3 separate regions of the Rattus norvegicus genome follow, and all the other regions are linked to region 1. The links are chromatin contacts, called in public Hi-C maps. All regions are on one chromosome and are shown on one strand. Each heading gives the region's core, a stretch centred on a gene start, on an enhancer-like site or on the middle of the called end of the contact. The rest is flanking DNA. Distances are from core to core; before and after follow the strand shown.

What was found. A called contact is a pair of places that touch in the nucleus more often than the background predicts.
Region 2: a Hi-C map of the A7r5 cell line shows a contact between it and region 1, with 4 times the contacts expected there. The contact joins the enhancer-like site here to the promoter of Efnb1 in region 1. A contact is called at or near these places in 11 of 12 Hi-C or Micro-C datasets (the A7r5 cell line, the Rat2 cell line, Schwann cells and 7 more) and 1 of 1 datasets of contacts at active chromatin or transcription factors (oligodendrocytes).
Region 3: a contact with region 1 is called in a Hi-C map of Schwann cells, with 7 times the contacts expected there. The contact joins the promoter of Pja1 here to the promoter of Efnb1 in region 1. A contact is called at or near these places in 3 of 12 Hi-C or Micro-C datasets (Schwann cells, frontal cortex and mammary epithelial cells).

What each region holds. Positions count from the first base shown.
Region 1 is chrX:68,295,486-68,300,071 of GRCr8, forward strand. Efnb1 (ephrin B1) reads left to right here and starts at 2,044. Exons shown (of 5, transcript NM_017089.3): 1 at 2,044-2,922. The coding sequence starts at 2,795. Mir3573 (microRNA 3573) reads left to right here and starts at 3,789; the gene lies at 3,789-3,860.
Region 2 is chrX:68,684,129-68,688,714 of GRCr8, forward strand. No RefSeq gene overlaps it. Among named protein-coding and RNA genes, the nearest start is that of Pja1, 60 kb to the left of the region's middle. Within about 2 kb of position 2,768, at least 10 of the 93 cell types and tissues checked have an H3K27ac peak or open chromatin away from gene starts, as enhancers often do. A contact at or near this core is called in the A7r5 cell line and hepatocytes, where this site is marked.
Region 3 is chrX:68,623,361-68,627,946 of GRCr8, forward strand. Pja1 (praja ring finger ubiquitin ligase 1) reads right to left here and starts at 2,590. Exons shown (of 2, transcript NM_001398724.1): 1 at 2,510-2,590; 2 at 1-607. The coding sequence starts at 422.

The DNA of each region.
Region 1 (4,586 bases), core at 794-3,293:
GGAAAAGCAGTGGTCTGGCCATCCTGAAGGCCATGATTTTCCAGGAACCTCGAAGTTTGTAATTTTCCATGAGCCAAGAGAGTGGGGATTCATGGAGCAGCTGCAAGCGGGTCCATCTGGATTGTATAAGAGAATGGTCATAGGACTGGGGACAGAGATACCAGGAATGACCCCAGGGGATAGGACAGGCTACATCAAGCCTGAGCCTTACTTTCCCTCTGAAGTAAAAACAGGGATAGCAGAGCTGATTTCAAAGGGTGGTGAAAGAAAATCATCTACAGTGGTCCTTGATGCCGCGTAGATATTTTGTAAGCAGCTGGCTGCTTTCTAGATTCCCATCTGGAAGCCCTTTGATGGTGTGGGTCTCAGGTGGACTGCTGGTATGTCTTTCTACCTTCTATCTCTCCTTGATCTGCTTACATCCCAGGGCAGAGTCCAGGGAAAACAATGATCCTAGACTGTGTACCCAGAACCATCGAATGTTGCAAGGTCTCCAGCTCCGAAGGTACAAGAAGCTCAGTTTCTTCCTCCTTACTTTCCCCCACAGAGCTGCCCCCATTACAACGACAGAGATCGTTACATGAGGCAGTGAAGGACGCCATAGCTCAGTCTCCCTCGAGTAAGTTAATAGACATGGAACTCATATAAATGGCAGAGCCCCTAAAGAATGGGGCTCAATTATCTCCTTAGAGAAGCAACAAGAAGGAGCTGGACTTTGGTTCTTGGTAGAGACCTTGCCTAGTAAGCCTAAGGCCCTAAGTTACAGAATCCCGATTCGTTAAGAAGAGAAAGAGAAGAGGGAGCAGCTGAGGAGAAAAAGGAGGGGCTCGTAGAGGAAGGCTTTCTAACTTCTGTAGTTCTCAACCCAGATCTTTCCCCCCAGATCTCTTCCACCTTTCTTACACCGACACCAAGTGGTGGCTCTTGTCTCTGTGCTCTGAGTGCCAGACTTGCTTGTCAGGCTCCGGGTGGGAGGCCTCCGCTTGTCCCAGGAGCCCGCAAGTCTATAGAAGGCCAGCAGAGGGAGACATTAGCACGTGGGTACGTCCGCTGGGACCTGAGGAAGGCGAGTAGGTCAGACCGGGAGGGTCTGAGCTATGGGATTGAGCCAAATTATAAGCAAAGAGACAAGGAGGGGCGGAGAGAATGGGCCAGTGCTGGGAGACAAAGACCCAGATGGTGAGGCCGAGGCCTGGAAAGGCTGGAGTCCGGGATCTCAGGGCCCAGATGCCTGCTTTTGCTCTTTCAAAAGGCTTCTCTTCTGCTCCTTTCCCCGGTCCTGGAGCTTTCTGTATAGTTTGTGACCTCTTGTCCCTACTTACCTACCCAGGTCCTTTCCTGTGCCTTCAGACAGGACTGACTAAATCTGCGTGCTCGGAGTCGGGGTGGAGGGTCCCAAAGGGCTCACTCTCAAAGATGAAATTTTTGAAAGCTTGGTTCACTAGATGCAAATAAATTCCTCCTCCCCTTTGGACACAATACTTTTTCTGAGTCTCCACCACCCATAGCTATCACTCTTGTGGTTAAAGCAAAGAAGGAGTGCATTGCGAGGACAGAAAGACCGCCCAACGGAGTGTGGATAGTGGACTGGGAGTAGGCAGGCTGACAGAAGTGGGCACAGAGTGGGATTCTGGGACTGGTATGCGAGTATGCGCATGGGGGGTGTTTGTGTGTGTAAAAAGAACGCAAGAACGGTGCTTTCTGGAGGTACTTGGGACAGGGCTTGTCTGGTCTAGGTCAGTAGACATAAAGGAGAGCAGGCCAGCAGCTTTTGGGAAGCACCAACTTCTTAAGAACTCCCTGGGAACTAGACTAAGCGCGACACAACCACAGCCGCAAGAGTCGCACATTCTTATTAGTGCCATCGAGAGAGCAGCGTCCTTAAGAGCTCCCCGAAGCCCCACCCCTTCCTGCTCTGTGGGCGTGGTATGGGGCAAGGACCCCGTCACAGAGCTTTCTATTGGTTCGAAGGAGCAGGGTTGGCCTTGTACTCGCCTGAGCAGGAGAGTAGAAAGCTCAGCGGCAGCGGAGGGAGTCGATGCGCGCTGGACAGCAGTGGGGGGTGTGTGAGATTCGCACTGACTGCCGACACTCCGGCTCAATCGCCGGGGATTAAGGACTTGGCGACCCGGCTGCCGGGCTGCCCGGCCGAGGCTTCAGAGGCGCAAATTGATGGGACTGATTTGCTCAGTAGGGCCGTACTAGTCTTTTAAGTATACTGAGAAGGGCCGGTGCTAAAGTAGAAGCTGTCGTGGGACGCGCCGGCGCGGAGTCCCACAGTGGCCCGGAGGAACGGAGTCCGTGCTAGGGGGACCCAGTCCGGAGCCTGGGGACCGAGCTCGCATTGTTGGGAGACAACCCGCCTCTTCTTCCCAGAGGCGTCAATCCCAGGACGGTCGAGGCGTCGGGGCAACCACTGAGCGCTCTGCAGAGAGACCCGGTCGGGGAGAGGACTCGCAGTCTCAAACAGTCTGGGAGAGCCGATCGGAATCCGGCGGGATCACTCGGGGGCGGCGAGCCCCCGTCGCGCCTCGTGCGGCGGAGAGGCCAGGGGAGAAAGTCCTCCGAGGCAGCAGTCCATGCGCGGGTTGGGGACGCCTGCCCAGTGAATCCTCCTGGCCAGCCGGGCGCAGGAGAGCGACCCCGAGGCCGGCGGGAGGAGAGTGCTTCAAGGCCGGCGGCTGCGGAGGATGGGCGCCTAAGTGGCTCCGAGCGCTGCGCGGCAAGGGCAGGCGAGGCGAGCTTTGCTGAGGAGGTGCTAGGGGATCCTGAAGTGCATCCTGCCCCCGGGAAAATGGCCCGGCCTGGGCAGCGTTGGCTCAGCAAGTGGCTTGTGGCTATGGTCGTGCTGACGCTGTGCCGGCTTGCCACGCCGTTGGCCAAGAACCTGGAGCCCGTGTCCTGGAGCTCTCTTAACCCTAAGTGAGTAACTTATCTACTCTGGTCCCTGGGGGTGGGAGGCACTTCTTTGGGGTTGAGGTCGGACACCCCCAAGTGCCTGTGGGGGGGGATTGTCCGTAGGAGGCCTATTTTATATCTGGCCTTTTCTGGTGTTTTCTTGCGGGCAGTTGGGGTAAGATGCAGAAGGGTGGGGTGGGGGCACTTAGCTGGGTTTCGACCCTTCGGTTCAGCCCTAGCCTCCTCAAGTCCGGATCGAGTCCGTTGGTCACACCAGGCAGATAGAATGTCTGGGCGCTCCAGAGCGCACCCGAGAGCTGGGTGGGGGCGAGTAAGCAGCCCACTCCAGGGCCTCTGGGAACGTGGTGGATTTCGCTCACAGCCACTCCATGGGTGAGATCGACCTGAGCAAGGGACCAGGCCAGAACACAGGTTCCTCATTTGCTTAGGTGTCAGGTCGGCTCGGGACCTAGCGCCCCGGGGCGAGTGGCAGCATCTGTATCCCTTCTCCAGCTTCTCCTATTTTCATTTGTCTTTCTTCCCTGTCTGTTTGCCTCCCTGTCTTTCTCTTTGCCGTCTCTTCTTGCACACCCCCCCCCCATTTCTCTCTGCCGGGGAGGTAGAAAGGCGGGCGCTGCTTCCAGGCTCACAAAGGCGTCGGGTGGAGAAGGGCGGAGTGGAAGAGGGTTTGTTTGAGGAGGGGGTTCGATCCAGTGCCCGTCGGGGGTCCAATTGAGCTAGGCACCAGAGCCTCTTCTAGATCCAGTCAGGTCTGAGAATGGTAGTGGAGGCAGCGAGGGAGGTGGGTGCGGAACGTGTGATTCCTGTCCAGGCAGATCCTAGCCGTTGCCCCCCCCCCCCCGGGACTAGAGAGCCATGCTTTTTCTCCTATGGTTTGAGGGGCAGTGATAGAAAGGAGATCCTTTTCTTTCTTCTCCTTCCTAACTCTGCCCCCTCCCATCTCTAAACAACACACACCTTTCAGGGCGGTGGCTCAGTGGTTTCTGGGCTGTTGGTGGGGAGTAGCTTAGGCTGTTATGACCTCTGGACCTTTTTCTCTTATGGCATCTAGGACCCACATTGGTACTCAGGGTCGTAATTGCCCTTCCCATTTTCTGGCAGCCCAGGGAGTGTGTGGACAACGCAGTTAGTGTAAAACGGGGGGGGGGGCAGGGGGGAGGTGTTCGCTGACCTGTTCCTTCCGTGTTCCCAGATTCCTGTTTCTGGAATTTCCTCCTGTCCACTCTTGTGGGCTGTCTGCTAACTTCCTAGGTTCTTGTTTGCCTTGGCCCCTTGAGTCGCAGGGATGGTGTATCTCACTCCTAAAGTGAGAGAAGAGGGCTTCTTGTTTTCTCCTTGGGTTAAGGTAGGATCCCATTACTCATCTGTGGCTAGAGTGGGGTCAGGATGGAGGTTTCTGCATCTGTACAAGGAAAGGGACTGACTGGCAGGGATTTCTACCTTACTCTGAAGCCTGTTTGGTCACTGTGCCTTAACTGCTGGGGCTCAAATTGTTCTGGGAACCCTCTAGGCTGTTGAGCCCATGGGAAGAGCTTGTGAAGTGCCTAGTTCTTCGATGTAAGGGTGGAGGCTGGAAGTGCTCCTTAGCTAGGAGAATTGCATTCCCCCTAGGGTAGCCCATCCCAGGGGCTCATGGGAATGACCTAATTGCTCTCTTGGGTCGAGAT
Region 2 (4,586 bases), core at 1,518-4,017, 390 kb after region 1:
GAGGGGGACCTGTAAACAGTTGCACACAACCCTTTTCTCTATGGGAGCTGGCCCCTCTCGGGTTCTGCATGCCCTGAAACAACCAGACCTCACACCCTAAGAAGGACCTGTTGCATTAACTACAGAAACAGACCCCTCTTGTGCTCCTGGGGCCGCAGGGGGGGTTTCCCCAGACCTCTGCAAGCCTCTGCAGTGGTCTGCTGATGTTGGCTTCCCCAAACGAGGGCTTCGTTCCTTTCCCCTCCCCCCCTCTTCTTCCTCCAGAGCTTCCTTCTATGGAGTCTGAGATCTACTATCCCTTGCTTTGACCACACCAATGCCAAACCTTTGCAGCAGGCAATGGGGTGAAGGAAGTTGGACCCCACTAGGGGACCTGACAGAGGAGCAAGCCACGGGGATAAACCTTAGACACCCGGGAAACTGCCTGCTGTGGGCAGCCTGGCTCTAGGGCCTAGCACAGATTACAAAGAAAGATCTTAGAGAAGCAAGCCCAAGCAGTTGAGTGCCTCTGGCTCCTGCCTCATGACCAAGGATGCAAGTATCTGTGAAAGCCTAGAAGACCCTGGACCTTGCTGGTCAGCTGCAAGCTGTTGGGGAATCTTGGCCTGCCCTGCCTGTCTGAGGCTCAGATTATCCTCCCTCCTCCCGAGGACTATGGCATTAACTGAGAGACAGCCATGTGCTGGGCACAACATGACATGCTCTGAGCTACTTCATATAATCTTCATGGTGACATCTGACAGTGGGAATTCCTCTTTTCTCAGGGTCTCTGAAACGTATTCATTCACAGAACCAATATTTACTGGGCAGTGATGTACCAGGCACTTGGCTAAATGCTGAAAATAACAACAGTGGGTGAGATCCTTTTACTTTTGGGGATTCCATTTTGTTTCTGGCCACAGAAGGAACTCTCTTGAAGTGATTGGGCTGAGCTATTCAGCCCTGCCCACGGGTTCCTATATCCTCCTGCCTCAGTTTCTCCCTACATGTGTAGATCCTCTTCACTGGAAGCACTCAGGTTGTCCTATGGTTGGTAGTGCCAGGAAGTGGGGAAAGCATTGTTCACATCTTGTCATCATGGCTCTTGCCCATTCACTCCACCCTTGTTTAATTGATTGGCAGCGACTTTCCTTTAAATGGGCTTACTTCGGGACAACACAAACCTTTGAGGCTTACCTCTGTGCCAAACTGCAAGGTCCATTGTATCTGTTGTCTGGTCTAGTTCTGTTGTCTTCCTAATAAACCTTCAAGTGAGTATGTCCAGCTGTGGCTGTGGCTGTGGTTGTGGCTCCCTGGTAGAATGCCGACCTAGTGTGTGCAAGCCCCAGCACACAAAAATAAGTTAGTTATTCACGCCATAAGAGTGTTTATTTATGTGCCACTTACAATCTGATAATGCCAGTCACATGAATGTGCTCTGGGGAAGGATGAGGACAAACAGTATGAGTCCCCCTGCTTCATGGAGGAGAATGTCACCTATGTCAAGAAGCAGCTTTGGTAAACCCTGAGCATACTGGGTTCAGAAATACCCCACTGGAAAGCAGTGTGGTATAGGAGAGACTCCAGGAAGAGATGAGGAAGAAGGGTAGTGGCCAGTGGTGAGGCCCTTATAATGTGAATGATGCTTCCCAAGCTCCCCAGTACCTGATCAATCACCAATTTACAGAAGACCTGAGAAAGATGCAATGAGAGGTCTAGGGCTGGAGCACCATTGAGGAAGCCTGGCAATGTTTCTACATTATGCAAATTCTGTGTGCCCTTAATATGATAGCACAGTTCAGGCCAAATCTATTCATATTTGATAAGATTGGAGAGCCTGGATCATGGTGGCTCCCTGGCCCTGACCAAATAATTTCATTGTACCTCACTTTCCCCATTTGAAGAAAGAGGACCTTCCTTACACCATGGCTCTGAGGAGTAGCTGACACAAAATGTATGAATGGAGCCTCACCCAAATATTATCCTGACTATTCAAAGAATTCAGTACACATGCTTTGGCTCCTTTGGTTTGTAAGGCAATGTTCCAAGCATCTGACTGTGGCGGGGAGGGGGGAGGGAAGGGGGAGGGGTGTGAAGGGGTGTGAGATGAGCACAGTGCTGTCCTTACAGCTGAGGAGCCAAAACAGACAAACTGTTTGGCTTGATCCCTATGAAATGGCCAACATTCAACCAGCTTTTGGCCCACAACCCAGTACTACTCTGACGTCCGGATCAGAGAGCAAAGTAAGCACAAAACAGGATGGGGGAGGGGAGAGACTTTCTGGAAGAATAAGGGCTGGCTCCTCCAATCAGTCTGCTTCCAGAGACTTGAAGGTCTTGAAGGGGTGGGCTGCAGTGGGCTGAGAGTCAGGCAGCCAAGCCTGCCAGGCTGGAAGTATCGAAGGGCAGTTGAGCCCAGGGAGCTGGGTGGGACTCGTTGTGGAGGGTCTTAGCTGGTGACTTTGAAATTGAGCCTTAGGGGTTGGCAAACAGAAGCTGCTATCGTTCCTTCATGTTTAGTGAGCTGAGTAGCCCAAAGTGGTCCAGCAGCTTTGTAACTCTGCCACAGGAAGCAGTGGTGGCAGCAGGAGAAACTAGCCAAAAAAGGAAGGTTCTGGAAGGGAGCTGGGAAAATGTATTCTTGAATGGCCAAGAGAGGCTGAGGAATGTTTTCCCCTGGAGACCTTGTAGGGAAGTCTTTAATAAAGTCTGGTTCTAGAACTGTTCTGCCCAGAGGCCCTGGACCAGATGACCTATTTGGGATCTTTCCAGTCTGCAGCTTAGGTGATCTCATAGTTCCTTATTCCTCCGGATAGGGTAACCTCTCCCAATCACACTCATTGGGGTTATTCCTCCCCTTAGAGATCCCAGGTTCCCAGAGCCACAGCTCTTCCGGTTGATGATTCACAACATTGTCAGCAAAATCATGCCAGTGTCTAGCCGCCATCCTCCTTGCTGTCAGCCTGAGTCAGCAGAGCTGTTCTCCCAATGTCCCTTAGAGGTGATAAAGCATAGATTAGCCCACCGAGACAAGATACACCTCACCAGTACAGTGGATTTTTAACTCAAAGAGCCTGGATCTGGGTCTTGGCAAGTTGTATGAGCTTGAGAAAGTCTTTTATGGGCAGGGAGTAAGTAAACTGACATTTGTGGATTGTTACTAGATGCTCTATACTTATTTACTGGATGAATCTGATAGAGGCATTATCTTTATTTCATGGGAAGGGGAGTTGAGCGAGGCTCCATGCTGCTCACCACTTATTCACGGTCCAACTGCTAAGTCCTATAGCTACAGTTGAAGGAAGGTTCATACCTTAGAGTCTGGTGACAGCTGCTGCTTTATCATGCACAGTCTTGGTTTCTACTACCTATAAACTGGTGGATGAATTTTCTAGGAGGAGTCAAAAGATATGTATCTGCAGGGTATGATGGCATATGCCTGCACTCCAGTAGTAGGGGCAAGAGGATCAAGAGTTTGAGGCTAGCTTGGGCTGTATAGTATAACCTGGTCTCAAAAGTCAAAACAAAACTCCCTACATATGGCACGGGAGGGACATATGTACCAAAAAGTGCAGCTACTAAGAATTGTAAAGCTCAACCCTAGCCACACCTCTAGGCTTCTTTACTTTGGTCGTTTCCGTTTCAGTTCTTACTTCATTGGATGGTCATATACATATACATGGCAGCGTGAGGAATGGAACCGTAGGGCCTTGTGCATGCTATGCAAGTACTCTACCATTGAGTCATCCCAGCCCTGTCAAGCCTTTCTTTAGTATGTTTGCTTGCCTCATTCACTTGGGAGCATCTCCAGGGCGTGCTGCCTGCCCTGGCTCGTGGTAGCGTGCAAGAAGCCCAGCTTAAGTGGCTGGTGGATGCGCAGCTTTCCTCTGACTTGTAATGCCTTTTTAGAGTTCCAATTGCCCTCCCTCCTCTCAGCTGCAGACCCATAATCTGCACACAGAAGCTAGCATCCTCCCTCCTACCTGCCGCCAGTCATGCTGACCTTGGCCAGCTGGATCCCAGTCTTCAGCATGTAGCTTTAGCCTCTTTGAAAGCTCTTTACACAATTCTATTGCTCTACCGTTGCCAGGCTACTGATCAAATAAATGACATGCTTCGGTTATGCTCATATGCTGTACACTTTCCTAATTCTGTACCCTGGCTCCAGTGCTTTGACAGAATGTCCTTGCTCATCCAATGTCCCCATTTGTGAAGTCCCTCCTGACCGCTCACTTTCAACATCCCATGCATCCCCACCACAAAGCAATAACATTTACCGGGCTCCTCATACCTTCTACCTTCTGAGGACTTAACTGCATCCCATTGTGTGACCACAGGCAAGCTCCTACCTCTATTCTGGGTCTTGGTCTCCAATCTCTACCCGTGTCCAGTGACTCCCCCCAAATTTGCCTTTTATGATCTGGCCTTTGGAAAGGTTATGAGGTGACAAGTCACAAAAAAAGAGTCCCAAGTAGGCCCTTCGAGGCTTGACAGCATGTGCTTCACTCCCGGACCTACAAATCAGCTTTTCAGATATTACATGCTAATTGGCTTGCTTAATAAAGGGATAAATAAATATCTACTTAACATGATTACTGTCAGAGTCC
Region 3 (4,586 bases), core at 1,340-3,839, 330 kb after region 1:
TTCCCTCTCACTGGCAGTCGATCAACAGGCCCAGCCCCCTCCTCCTCACTATCACGAGCCACTAAAGTGTCAATGTGTCCATAAGCCATTCCTCTTCGGCTCCCTGAGGCCCTGTACTCTCTTGGAGGATACCTGGAATAATCCTCATTCTCAACAGCCAGGCTGGCTCCCGAGCCCTCGTTGTCTTCCCAGCGACGACGAGTGCTGGCAAATGGTGACCGGCTCCTCTTGCTTTGATTGGCAGTTGATCTGTGCATTGGGACTTCGGATGTTGTCCTTCTCTGGCTGGCAATCCTCTCCTGCTGGCTCATGGATGGCCTGAAACTGACATAAGCATGCCTCCTTCCATAACTCCTGCCTGGACCTGACTGATACCCTCCTGCTGGTGGGGGCCGAACAGGCTTGCTAGATCCCTGACCCATGGCTCTGACTCAGGAGTTTCCAACAGAGCTGGGAGGCAGGTGTAAAGGTTCTTGCTCCCAGTTCAGAACTACAGAAACAAGAACATCTATTTTTTTCCTTCAGGAGGCAGGTAATAGACTGATAGGGGCCCTTTAAAAATCAGTCTTCTAAGGCCTGAGGTAGCATTCCAGTGACTGCTGTGGACCTGGAACACATATTTAATGTTTGCAAAATGATTACAAGACTGGGTTTACAAGAAAGCCAGAAAGTGGAGACTAAGACAAAGTGTATGTGGAGGGAGGGGTGGGGGTGTGGTGTGACACAAGGTGACTGAATACTTTGAAGGTAGGTGTGCTCTGCAATTATGGGAAGAGTAAAGACAGCTGTGAGGGTTTTTGGTGAGGGGGTGTCATTTTCTGAGAATTTCATATATTAGGGAATAATACAATTTAGGATGGAACTGAAAATATAGTTCACTGTGCATGCATGAGTGCCAGGGTCTGTCAGGAGAGACAAGTGAATGGGGGACTAGCAATCCTGCAATGCAGGGATTTCTGTAGGGGTGGGTGCATGTGGGTGTGAAAGACACGGAAATGGGCGGGGTGGCTTCAGAAAGGAAGGCTGTAAGAGAGAAAGAGAAGGGTCACTGTTCCCATTAAGTATGGCAGCTGGAACTGTAGAGGGAAGCCTGCATTTATGTGCTGCGTTATCACGGTCAAGGAAGTGCGAGGGGATCAGTAAGGAGAGTGTCGAAGAGCCAATCCAGGAGGGAGCCAACAAGGACAGCAGAAAGCAGAGAGGATGTATGTGACGGCTGGAACACAGAGGCCAGCAAGCAGGAAAGGGGTAGTGTCCCCAGAGGATTTCTGTGTGAAGGTGCAGTATGGTACAGAGAAAGGGAGAAAAGGACATTTGAGAAGAGTGTGTAAGCCAGCTTCTTGTGTGTACACATATACATGGTACGCAATAAAAAGATGAAGATGTCTTTATATGTGTGTACGTAGCTAGCAGACACGGACAAGGGAGGCCTTTTCCAGGAGGGGGAGAACAGGAGAAAGAGGGATAGGGAGGGGGAGAAGGGAGAGAGAACAGAGAGGAGAGAGAGGAGGGAGACGGAAGAGGGAGAGAGGGAGGGAGGGAGGGAGATGGGAGAGGAGAGCGAGGGGGGAGGAAGGGGGAGAGAGAGGGAGGGGAGAGAGAAGAGGAGAGAGGGAGGGGGAGAGAGGGAGGAGGCATTCAAAGGAGGGGTCAGAGGAGGATGGGGAAGATTCTAGAGGTATGCGTGTCAGAGCAGGAGGAGGGGTAGAGGTATGCGGGTCAGAGTAGGAGGAGAGAGAAGATTCTAGAGGTAAGAGTTGGGTGGGGGGAGAGAAGGAACTAGAAGGTGTGTGAGAGGGTGTGTGCGTGCCCGTTTGGCGCATGCGCAGTGTGGAACTCACTGGAACCTTGAGGATGCAGGGACAGGGACCAGACTGCAAAGGAGGGCTCTATGTGTGTGTGTGTGTGTGTGTGCGCGCGCGCGTGCCCGTGAAAATGCGTATGCGCACGCGTGCGTGTTCGATACAGAGGAGGGGGTGCAATGTCATAATAAGACAGGAATACGTTATTAGCTCAAAGGGCAAACGCAAATCAATGTGGCAGGGCAAAAGAAAGAAAAGGACGCGTAGGAACCGTGGTTTACCCTTAGAATATTATTTATCTTCTAATAATTCTTTTTCTGGGCACATATCTGTACCTAATAATCTTAGCCATGTGTCATTCGACAAAACAGCAGTAAAATGCGAGGAAGAAAGGCCATAGAGTGCTCTGCAAAGAGGCCAAGAGCACTGCAAGGAGAGACAGGTAGGAGTGGCAGAGGGCCGTGACCACCAGTTCTCTCTCAAACAGCCATGAAGGCAATTCGGCCTGGGGCCCACGCAACAGGGGCTGGGCAGCAAGGGATGCGGTCCCCGAAGAGGCCATAGGCCTCGGCGTGTGGTCAAGTCCCCTCTGCCCCACCCCGCTCCCGAGACGAACCCGCAAAGGGGTCATTGGGATTCTGCTTGTGCCCACCCAGCAGCACTCTCCCACCAGCCCGGGCTACTGCCACAGGCCGCCTCACACTCACCTTCCTGGCCAGTCGCGCGCTCAGAGCTGCAGAGCTGTCGGACCTCTGGACGCCACCACCACTGCTGCTGCTCCGGGTCTCGGCTCCTCCCCCGCTAAAGAGCACTAGGGCAGGCGGGGACTGCGGCGGCGGAAGTGGTTGTGACGTCAGCGCGCGTCCGCCCCCTTGATGTGGCGGGGGCGGCTGCTGCCCTCTGTGAATTGGGGTGGGCTCAAAAGCGTCATTTCGTTCGAAACGCTGTGATTTTTCAGGGGAACAAAAAAAAAAAAGGCATCGAGAACTGTAACCGCATTAACAAATGTTAAACATTTGCCACCTTCCCTTCCGTTTTTTTTCCTAATAAAATGAAATCCGAAGATTCTGATTAATTCTAACGTGAGAGTTAATTACCTTACTATATCATATCCTATGTTCAAATGCTATGGTTTGTCTGGGGATTTAAAATCTGAAGCGGTGTTCAGGGTTGCAGTAGAAACGTCACATTTTCAAAACCTGGTGTTTGAGGCAAACAGAAGGTGTTTACAGGAAAATCTGGTGCTGTTCCTCACAAAACCAGGCTTGTCTATGCAAGAAATGATCGTTCATTACATGCGGCACAGGTTCACATATTGTGAATTGCACCACATTTTCAAAATGTCACAGATTGTGTCGTAGTGGCGTATGCCTTAAATCCCAGCACCAGGGGGGCAGAGGCAGAAAAACCTTGAATTTGAAGCCAGCCTGGTCTAAAGAGCAAGTTCCAGGACAGCTAGGGATACACAGAAAAACCCTGTTTTGAAAAATCAATCAATCAATCAATCAATCAATCAACCAATCAATCAATCAAACAAACCAACAAACAAACAAGGTCACAGATAAGCTTTCCTTGAACTCTTTAAATTGCCCTGATACTTAGAACATTCAATGTAGAGTCCCTGCATTTCCAGCAGTAGCAAAGATTTGCACGTACAGGAAATACAGTGTGTAGTAGAACAAAAGTGCTCAAGGGTGACAATACAAATAGTATGGGTAATTTCTATTACAAGAATACTATGGGAACCGAAGGGGAAAATATCGAGCAAGGGGCAAGAAACAAGGAGAGGGTGGGCAAGAACAAAGGGTATAGAAAGAAACCAACAGGAGCCAACCCACACGTGGCAGTGTGTGCTATGGACCAGGATCTATATAAAACCCAACTCAGCCTACATGCTGGCTCTTGTCTTTGATCCCAGCCCTGCAGAGGCAGAGGCAGGAGGATTTCTGGTTTGTTTTTGTTCCTTCGTTTTTTGTACTGTTTTGTTTGTTTTTGTGGCCAGCCTTGTCTACATGGGGGACTTCCAGGGCAGCCAGGGTTACAAAAAGAAGAAAAAGAGCACTTATTTTTTTTTCCTTTTTGAGAGGGGGTGGGGTGGGGTAGGGTGTGGGAGGGTTTGTTGTAGTTATTGTCAGAGAAGTTCTCATTATGTATCTCAGGCTTGCCCTGAACTTTCTAGGTTGCTGAAGGTTGCACATTAAAATTGGCAAGACGGATCTACAAGTAAGTAAAAAAAAAAAGTGTTGAGAATACCATAGTCATTTTAGAAAACAAAAGAGGTAGAGTAATCATAAAATGTATGTGTCAAACAATGGAATTTCAAAATGCACAAAGCCATCAGGAAGTGAACTATTGTAGAAGCCTTAACCCACACTTTCGTGCTATAGACACATCAAATGGTCTAAATAACTAAAGACACAAGGAGACAGAACAACACAGTTACTAAGCTGGGGCTAACATGTATGCATTTTTCTACTCGAAAGGGTTAAGTTTTTTTTTATTAAAAATACTCATTAAAAACAGGAAAATATACGGTATAAAATTTCTATTGGAATCCCTCTGTCACATAGAGCAACTTTTACTTTCATTTAAGCTTCAGAGCCCCTGGTTATGAAACAAGAGAATTACAGCTGAAGTTTTGGCTCCATCCAATTCACCTTACCGTCTTTCCTTAAATAGGTAGCATTTGGAAACTTGTATTTTCCTGTGCACACTGTACATTATTGTTCATTTTATTTTAAATTAGAGACACCATATCTTAAAACTTTATGAAATATTATCTTT